2 separate regions of the Mus musculus genome follow, and region 2 is linked to region 1. A link is a contact called in public Hi-C data. All regions are on one chromosome and are shown on one strand. Each heading gives the region's core, a stretch centred on a gene start, on an enhancer-like site or on the middle of the called end of the contact. The rest is flanking DNA. Distances are from core to core; before and after follow the strand shown.

Evidence for each region. Hi-C and Micro-C count contacts between places; a contact is called where the count stands out from the background.
Region 2: a contact with region 1 is called in a Hi-C map of CD8 T cells, with 2.8 times the contacts expected there. The contact joins two enhancer-like sites. A contact is called at or near these places in 1 of 15 datasets of contacts at CTCF or cohesin (the NIH/3T3 cell line), 8 of 484 Hi-C or Micro-C datasets (CD4 T cells, CD8 T cells, LSK cells and 3 more), 6 of 115 datasets of contacts at active chromatin or transcription factors (T-cell acute lymphoblastic leukemia, embryonic fibroblasts, embryonic stem cells and 1 more) and 1 of 9 other capture datasets (embryonic stem cells).

What each region holds. Positions count from the first base shown.
Region 1 is chr11:6,767,786-6,772,634 of GRCm38.p6, forward strand. No RefSeq gene overlaps it. Among named protein-coding and RNA genes, the nearest start is that of Gm11981, 50 kb to the left of the region's middle. Within about 2 kb of position 1,261, at least 14 of the 459 cell types and tissues checked have an H3K27ac peak or open chromatin away from gene starts, as enhancers often do. A contact at or near this core is called in CD8 T cells, where this site is marked.
Region 2 is chr11:6,702,329-6,707,205 of GRCm38.p6, forward strand. No RefSeq gene overlaps it. Among named protein-coding and RNA genes, the nearest start is that of Gm39575, 9.9 kb to the left of the region's middle. Within about 2 kb of position 2,678, at least 32 of the 459 cell types and tissues checked have an H3K27ac peak or open chromatin away from gene starts, as enhancers often do. A contact at or near this core is called in CD8 T cells, where this site is marked.

The DNA.
Region 1 (4,849 bases), core at 11-2,510:
ACCTGAGGGTAACTGCTGGAGGCAGCCACACCAGCATGTGCCCTGACCCCTCCAGTGGCCAGACAGCTATACCTCACGAGGACTCTATTAGGTGGTGAGCTTGGAGACTCTGCTCTCTCCTACATGTGGCTGTGCACTGGACTCTGGCTTTCGAGAAGCAAGACCAACATTCTCCTTTGAGAAGGAGACTCACTGTCCTTGCCCCCAGGAACTCGGGGCACCACCTGCCCTGCCTCTTCCTATGAATGGTTTCAGCTCTCCATCAGGATACTCAGAAACTCCCAACCGAAAAAACACCCTGCGTGTGTGTGATGGTCTAGAGATGGCACCAAGACTCCTCATTTCGTCATCTTCTCCTCTGGACAAAGGTCCTTCAGAACCAGCTGAACTTCCAGCTCCTCCCCACCATGAACAGCCTGCTTTGGGTCACGGTGGCCCTGGCTTCCTCAATACAAAGGGACAAATGAAAGAGACCACAAAGACTGCCCCATGGGTGCATCTGGTGAACATATGTCCTGACATTTCCTAGAAAATACCCCAGTAAATAAAAACAGTGGAGACCATTAGATGACCGAGTCCTTGGAGCAAACTGCTCTCCAGCTCAGAACCCTCCTGAGAAACGAGACCCACCCTGAAGGGTGTGGGAAAACGGACAGTTGCTTGGCTTCTCTTTTTGAGCCACATCCCCTGTTCTGTTCCCATGGATTCTTGGTTCACTCCCGTTCCTTCCAGGCTGGGGCTCCTTGTCTCCATCAGGAGGATCAGCAGGTGTCTAAGAGTGGAGAGGAAGTAGGCTTGGGGCACCAGCACCAGGAAGAGCCTCAGTTTAGGGACGAGGTCCTGGCTTGGACAGTGAGGATTTGTCCATCAAGGTAAGAGGAGCATCTTCAGATACCTGTGAAGCCAGGCGCACCGAATTGCCGTGGTTACTGAGCTCGTTTAGTTTATTTGTCCATTCCACAAACGGGTCAGCATTTGGATTCTAGTGGCTATGGCAGGATATAGGGAGCGATCCCCGTGCTGTGCAAGGCTGCTTCGTATATATTATCTTCACCACAAGCATCCCGTGGTAGCATCCGTGTATTTGTGAGCAGTATCCCGGGCTTGAACTGAGCATCTAAGTTCAGCATCTCCGACGGAATGCATCCCTAAGTAGGATAAACTGAGCACTCCAGATCGAGAAACCCTAATTGAGCACCACACCTTTTGGGTGGACCAACAGAACCTCAGCGAGCACTGCCTTCCTGGCCTGGACTCTGCCGCCCCCTGCCGGTGATTCTTCATACTGCAGACCCTCAGCTCTCCAAGGGGGCTAAGTGTACAATGCTCTCCAATCAAAGGGCAGTGTTACAGGTTCATTCACTGCTGTGATAAAGCACCTTGGCCAGAAGTAACTTGGGGAGGAAAGGTTTTATTTGGCTCACATTTCCAAATTACATTTACTCGCAATACAACACTAAGGGAAGTCGGGGCAGGACCTGAAGCAGAGACCACGGAGTATCAGGCTGTTTACTGTCTTACTCTCTGGGTCGTGCTCAGCAGGCTTTCTTATATTGCCCAGGCCTGCCTGCTTAGGGATGGTGCCACCCACAATGATCAGGGCCCTCCCACATCAGTCAGTCATTCTTCAATTGAAGTTCAACCTTTCAAAGTGACTCTAAGTTGTGTCAAGGTGACAAGATCTAATAAACACAGGCCTTTTCGCTTCAGTGACAAATGCTCAAGAGGGCTGCCCCTCTGTAGAGTGACCCAGATTGTCTCACAGATCCCTCAAGTTTGATCCCCTACCATCTATGACACGTCTGACTAGAGGCCAGAGCTGGAAGGGTCCAACAACTATGGAGAACCCGTTTCCCCTGCGTACAGGAGACACAGGTCAGACAGCAGGCTTGGTTCTGTTTGGGAGAACTAGCGGCAAGGCCAGGCATGGAACCTGCCTCTCGACTCTTAACCCATGACTTTCCCCGTTACTCTGAGTCCCCAAGGAGTCTCTGGGACAGCCTTGTGCTTCCCCTGGAAACTCTCTACAGGGATCATAGTCTTTCCTGTGCTTGTGAGCTTGGCTATGGCTCTCTCATTAGGGTTGCTTTGAGCGTTTTAGGCCACCATACACACAGCCACTGGAGCTGAGCTAAGTAGGCTTGGTGAAGGTTGGGTCTGGAGACTCTGTCTGGTGCCTTCTCTCCTAATGGTATGTTTTGATTTGTTAATTTGGGTACTGGGCCTTCCCAGGGTTCTCAGGGACCTGTGACAATCTCAGAGGCCTCATCGATCTTAGAGGGTTTTCTTCTGAACCCCTTCCCACTACCCCAGAAGTGACCAGGCTGTGTATTAACTCTGGCCAAAATTCAGATGCTCTAGAAGGCAAGACATGAGCCGACTGACAGTTGAAAGATGTCCCCAGATCAGAGAGACAGGGAAAGAAATGGCTGCTGAATGTTTCCTTCCCCCAAGGGACCTAGCAGAGTGGAGGGGTGGCCTCTAGGTACAGGCCATCAGGAAGGTGTTGGGATGTGGGGCAGGTGACATGGCCTTTTGTCTGAGTGACCCCTGAGAGGTGAACAACGGCAGCAAGGAGAGAAAGCAGGTAAGAGAGGGCAAGGCCCCATTCGGGAATGGGGGGGGGGCGTTGCGGTCTGGGGGGAGGCAAGAAGGATATCATTAGGGTGAGAGGTCAGTGCCTCAGGGCTGTCTGGGTGGGCACCTGGCAGCGTTCTTAGTTCAGGAAGTGAGGAGGAAGGCAGCCTTGGTGAGCCCCTGCGCTGCCAGAGATCCTTGCACTCCATGCATACAGGAGCAGGATGCAGCTGGGATTAACTGTTCCCTTTCCAAAGCAAAAAGGACAATTGAGGCACACAGACGGGGGAGACAAGGGAAAGTCAAGTTGCGTTTCCCATGTGGTGGCATGATTTCTCTTTAGGAAGGAATGACCACTGTTAGGAAAGTCGCAGGGAAGTTCAAAGAACAGCTCCCGAGCCCAGGAGCTGGGAGGAGAGAGGTAAGAAATGGGCAGACAGCTGTGCAGCTCAGGGATTCTGTGCCTGGCAGGACCAAGAGTTTCAGGACAAGGGCTGCAGGCCTTGGCTGTAAACTCCAGAGTTACTTTTATATTAATCTGCATATTCGTACACGTACAAAGACATATAGATGTCATGTCAATTGAAGACATAGATGGTCATGTAGCCCATCTCCTCTCTTTCCCCCTTTAATCCTAGGATAATTTATGCCACAGACATCTTGGATGTCCTTTTCAATTATTTATCCTCACTCTTATACAGTGTCTGTCTCCCCCAAACCTAGCTGTGCCAGAAAGAAACCCTTGTCCACCCTGGCTTCTCCGATGCATGGCTCTCTTCATGGCTATATACAGATAGCTGCATGACAGTTGATCACCTGTGGTTGATCCTGCTGCTGCTACAGGGTGTTCAGTTTGCTCACAGTGTTTTACTGATGGGGCGATGCGCCTTTATCTGCTGTTACTGAGACATCTTTGTGACAGGATATACGTTAAGATGCGTAGCATTAAGATTGAAAACGCATAGCTGTCACGCGTTCTGAAAGGGATCTCTGTTGCTCACGTTTCCTCCAGCAGCAAATGACATCGCCACTTTCCTCGGCTTGTCAGTCAGGCGACGGCCACAGTTTCTCCAGTGTGAGTCTTAAGAAGCACTTGCCTGCCTGCCTGCCTGCCTTCTCTGTTCATTTATTTATTTCCTTCCATTGTTGGCTTTGTTCAGAAGTGCTCTTCTGTAAGCCCCTTTCAGCATTTTTACTTTTTCCAAATGGGTAGAAGCTTTAATATCTTGCCATTATCTCGCCATAAATACTTGTTTCAAATTTATCATTTGTTACTCTATGTCTTTAGCCGTGTGGAAATCCATTACAATGTTGTTAACATTTTACTAGGAATCAGTGATCGTAGACCCACAGTGTCCTTGTTTGCTACACTATTACTGTAATGAGTGAAAGCAACCTGGAAAGGAGAGGGTTTATCTGGCTTCACACTCCATCATTCATGAAGACACAGCAGGAACTTAAGGCAGGAACCTGGAGGCAGGAACCAAAGCAGAGGCCATGGGAGAACACTGCTTTCTGGGTTCCTCCCAAGGGCTTGCTTTGCTTTCTTTCTTATACCACCCAGGACCACCTGCCCAGGATTGGCATCACTCATTAACCAAGAAAATGCCATGTAGATTTGCCTGTGACAATCTGATGGAGGCATTCCTTAGTTAAAGTAGCCTCTTCCCAGATGCCTCTAGCTTGCATAGAGTTGTCAAAAACTAACCAGGATACATAGGTGCAATGGCTGTTCTTGATTGTCAACTTGACTACGTCTGTAATTAACTAAAACCCCAAAATGAAGAGCACACCTGTGAGGAAGTTTTGCTTGATTTGAACTGGGGAGATCGACTTCTAATCCAGATCTTTGAGTGGTCAGAAGCCACCCTAATGCAGATCTTTTGAGCTGGGAAAACCCACCTCTGATGTGGGCCATGCCTTCTGCTGGAAGGTTCCATGCAGGAAACCCCACCTCTGATGAGGGCCATTCCTTCTGCAGGCAGAGAAGGAAGCTTTTGCTCTTTGCTTGCTTGCTCTCACTCTCACTGGCAAGTCCAACCTTTAAATGGCGTTAGAGCTTACTTCTTCAAAATTGCAGCATAGACTAAGACCAGCTGAATATCCAGCCTTGTGGACCGAGGAACTGCTGGATTCTTGAAGTTTCCATTCATAGCCAGCCATTGTTGGACTAATGGGACCACAGCCTGAAAGTCAGTCTAATAAATCTCCTACACACACACACACACACACACACACACACACACACACACACACACACACATATAATGGG
Region 2 (4,877 bases), core at 1,428-3,927, 64 kb before region 1:
CCAGGGATCCTCCTGCTTCCTCCACATCCCCAGCCTGTGGGTTACAAGCATGCAGTCCAGTGGGTTCTCACGTGAATGCTAAGGATTGAACTCAACCTCTCATGCTTGCAGGGCTGGCTCAAGCTCTACCAACTGAGTCGTCTCCTCAGCCTGCCGATCTGATTTATAGTAGCCACTTGAAGTTTTGCCAAGTCCAACATTTGGGGCCTCCCAAAGGCAAAGCAGGTTTGCTTGTCTCTCCCCTCCCCCAGTGTGTGCTTTTCTGTTTCCTTACATGTTTAGTGTTTGTTTTGTGAAAAAACTGGAAATTTTAGATAAGGTTCTAACACTAAATAGTGATCTGCATTGTTTGATAGATCCCTGTTTGAGTTCATTGTGCAGTGACTTAGCTTATGAGTTCAAAGTCGCATCGGTACCCTGTGAAAAGTGAGGTCTCTGGTTTTACTGCTCATAAGGCACAGCCTAGGGTACCCCTGACCTCTCTCCTCTAGGCTGATGATGGTTTTATGAGGGCTCTCTCTGACCATTTCCCTGATGTCAAAGTTACTTGGCAAAACTTCAAGTGGCTAAAAACCAAAACAAAACAAAAAAAGAAACAAAAAAACCAAAAAACCCCCGAAGTCACCCACACTTGGTACTTGTTTAGTCTTTTTGTTTGGATCTTTTAAAAAGAACACAATTCATGCCACACAGCCTAAGCACTTGTTTCAAATTCAACTTCTTCCTTCTACTTGCAAACGGAGTCTTTCTAATTAAAAAGCTGCAGAAGACCCAAGTCCGTTGTTTGTTTTCTTCCTGAAGTCAGCAGGATGGCTACATCCTCAGGGCTTTTCTATGTTGAGTCTGACATGAAGGAAAAGAAAGGCAGTCTTCGCATCCTAAACCATGGAGGTTGAAAGACATCTGCATCTCCCTGGGGAAAGTCATGGGATGGAAGGACCAGGGCGCCTCACTGAGCAGGCCACAGGAGAACTCTTGACAAGTCCTGAGTTCAAAATGTTGAGCTGAACCTAAAGGTCAGGAAAATATTCATCTTGTGTGATCGGGTTCCTCACGGTCCAGCACAAGTACTCGCTTTTCTTGGGAGGCGCCCGAGGCATGCCTCACTCGCCATCTTCACTCCTTCTCCTCACCCAGAGTATTCTTGCTTGACTGTTTTCATGAGTGAGGATCCTTGAGTTGCCCACAGTTCCCTGCTCTGCAGTGAACCCTGTGATGAGCACCCTCCAGAGACCTTTCCTGGTGGTCTCAGAGGGCGTCTCTTGGATTCATTCCTAGGATCAGGATTCCTGGATTGCGTACTGGCCGTTTGTATCCTTAATTAGATGGATGCTAACCTGCTGCTTTCAGAGATTGAGAGGGAGGTTCCAGCTTAGCCACAGCTTGGTGGTACACAGCTTTCTATATTTGTGTTGATCCTATTGGGTATAAGTGACATTTCACTTTAAAATTTACGCTTTAGCAGTAATGGCTGTCAGTGTGTCTTCAGAGCTGCTACCAGGCTGGCTTTTTCTGTCTGTGGTAGTCTGTTTATAAACCTCCATCTGTTGGCATTTCTTGTTCTCCCTGGATGTGACCTGCAGAGCTTTGGGATTGGTCTGATGGGTTGGGGGTGGGGAATGGAGAAACAGCCCCCCCCCCCCCCCCCCCGCAAAGGCTGGGATCCTGTGCACCATGCACTCTGATGGAGACACACCAGCAAGCAGTGCAAAAACTCAGCGCATCTATTATATGCAGCATAGTGAGGAGGTGGGCTAGCTGATCTCTGTAGGGGAGAAGTCTCAGGCTGCAGTCACTTCCTGGAGGAGGAAGTCCCTGAGCCTGACCTAGGGAAGGCCTCGCCATTCCCATAGATCCTCGACATAGCTGTGCCTTCGTCAACTATACACATTCACTCGGGACTTTGTCCTCTTCCCATCCCTACTCAGCACAGGAATTCCTAATATGGTCCAGGTGTTCTGGATTCTATTTTCTTGTCCATTTCATGTGGTGGTTTAAAGGCAGACTCTACCCTGGAGATCAGGTGTTCAAGCACTGGGCCTGCAGATGGTGCTGCTGTTTGCGGAGTTGGTAGGATCTGGAGCCTTACTTGGAGGAAGTACATCACTGGTGGTGGGATTTGAGAGTTTTTAGTCGTACCCTACTTCCGGTTTGCTTTCTCTGCTTCCCACGTGCCACTGAGATGTGATTTTCAGCTTCCTGCTTCTGTTGCCATACCTTTCCCGCAGTGTCGGACATCCGGCCCTTGGGAACTGTGGCAAAAACTCTTCCAAACGCTTTTGGTCATGATGGTTTGTTACTGCAACATAGAAGCTGTCACAAAGAAGACTCATGCACACAAATGGCCTCCCAATGGGAACCACAGAAGAAAGTATCTGCTTTGTGTGGGCAAGCATGTCTACGACAGTCCGGGCCTCTGGAATGTCTTCTGTCCTATTTTTGTGGATTCTTTGAAAAAGTTCACAGACAATCAAAGACCCTTCAGGAATAAATCAGGGACTTAAATCCACTTAAGGATCTTGGGAATTACATTTAAGTTGACCTTGAGAGCCACATCCTTGCTGCTGACACCACAGCTGTTAGAGAAGTGGCTCTGGGCCTCCCCTGTCGGCAGCAACATGACATCTACAAGAAGCGATGAAAGCCAAACAAAGCCGTTAGGTATAATTCACCCTAGCTCAAAATGTAACTATACTCTCATAACCCTAAACATCAAACAGCTCTTAAAATGATAGTGGTTCATAGACCACAGGAACATAGAACAGGAAGTTTGAGACGTTCAAAGTGGATGAGATTAATAGACGATAAACACACACTTTGTGTATTATACTGCACACTGTGCTACATTAAAGGGGTGGCAATTTTTAAAATATCAAACAAAAAATCAAATAAGTTATGAGCCGTGATGTATAATACTGAACTGATTAGTTTTTGTAATCTTTGTACAATCATTTGTGTTTTAGGAATCTTAGTAACATCCTTTGAATCATGTCTAAGATCTTCAAGCTTTTCTCTTTTAATTCAAGACTGCATGAAATTGCATCTCCTGACTTCTTATTTGGTAGCTTAGCAACAGCCTCTAAATTTGCAGTTGGCTGGAGGTGGGTCCCATTCTGTTTGTTCCCATCTGAGATGGAGTTGACCCTGCTGGCAGAACTCACAAGCTTTGAAAGAGTGGCATATTTGAACCTGGAGCTTTAGAACGCCCCTCCTCACCTTCCTTCCCTAGGGTTTGTGTGTAAGTACCCTCTAGGCCCTGTTAATCAATAAAACCAGGAAAACCTTTTAAATGAAGAGCTGTATCACTCCTGAGGGAGGTAGATTGTATTTCTTAATAGACATGTCCCCTGACTGGCTGGCAGCTAAGCGCCACACTGAAAGGTGATAATTTCCACTCACGGTTGAAAAGGAAGTGATTTCTGAGTTGTGGCATGGATCTGCAAAGACACCAGGATGCATGTGTTTCTACAAACACCCCTTGCATGGAACTCACGGGGAGGGGGGGGTCAGTCCCCAGCTGAGTGAGCTGTGACCTGGGAGGGCTGTGGATGCCTCATGAACTGACGTGGGTCATTGATCATTAGGTCCACCTCCAGCACATGGCATTTCTTCTGCAAACCCAGCAGCCAGCTGCTCCTAGCCCAGAGACATGCCCTCCTTCTGGGTCTGGACCTGTTGGAGCAAGGGCTGACTGGCACTCATCCCATGTCATGGACTCTCTTAAGAGTCTCAGTTCCTTAGAATCCCTGGTGATCAGGCAGCTGACATTCTGTTGAACTCGTATGTGAGTAGGAAAGATGACAAGACAGTCAGATATTTCTGATAAGAAGACACAGTGGTGATACAAGCCTTTAATCCCAGCACCTGGGAGGCAGAGTCAGGCAGATCTCTGAGGTCGAGGCCAGCCTGGTCTACAGAGTGAGTTCCAGAAGGGCCAACGATACACAGAGAGGCCCTGTCTTGAAAAATGAGAGAGAGAGAGAGAGAGAGAGAGAGAGAGAGAGAGAGAGAGAGAGAGAGAGTCAATCCTTGGTAAAATTCCCAGGGTATGGGGCACCGTGACAGCCTTTTTTGTCACTCTGAAGGAAACGAACATTTCCTAAGGAAGGTGGTGTGACTTGGGTTGGCAGCAACGCTCCCACTTGCCACCCAAACCCTCACGTTCTTTTTTCCATGCGTTCCCTAAGCTCTGGTCTGGACGCTACAAGCTGGCATTTCTACACAAAGAGCGCCAGCCCTCCAAGCCCGAGTCTTGCCAGTCATGTATCCTTCTCCTTCCCTTACGGAAAACTCGGTCCTAAACCCACGCGCCCTCCCGTGGCCCTGCACTCAGGACCCCCTTCACCCAGCGCCACTGGACAGGACGTGTGTTTAGGTTTCCCTAGAACTCTTGGAGTCCTGCTTGCCGTCTTGCTTTCTCTCAGCACCACCCTTTCATCGAAGGTGTTTGGCTCTATCTTCAAAAACATTCCCAGAATCCAACCGTAGTCAGGCACCTCCGCGCGGGCGTAGAGTTCAGGCTGCTCGCCCCTCTTCTGAGCTTTCCTGTTTTGCCAGGTTGCCTTTCAGTGGCCGCCCAACTCATTCTGAATGGATGCCCTGCTAGCTAGCGCCTGTATTCCAGCCACACAGGCCTGCCCCTGGTGTTTGAACACCCCACGCCTTTGCCACTTCCTCTTACTGTAGAACAAACCTGGGTTACTGTTCTGATAGTACGCGTGGGAGGGGCCTTTCTCATGTATCTCTTGTCACAACATCCATCCCATCGAGAGACTCTGTCTGCTAATTCTGTCCAGTTTTTTATTAGAACATTTAACGATATTGAGAAATACTGGTTTTAAGGCATTTATTATAGAAAGGAAGAGAGAGGGAGAAAG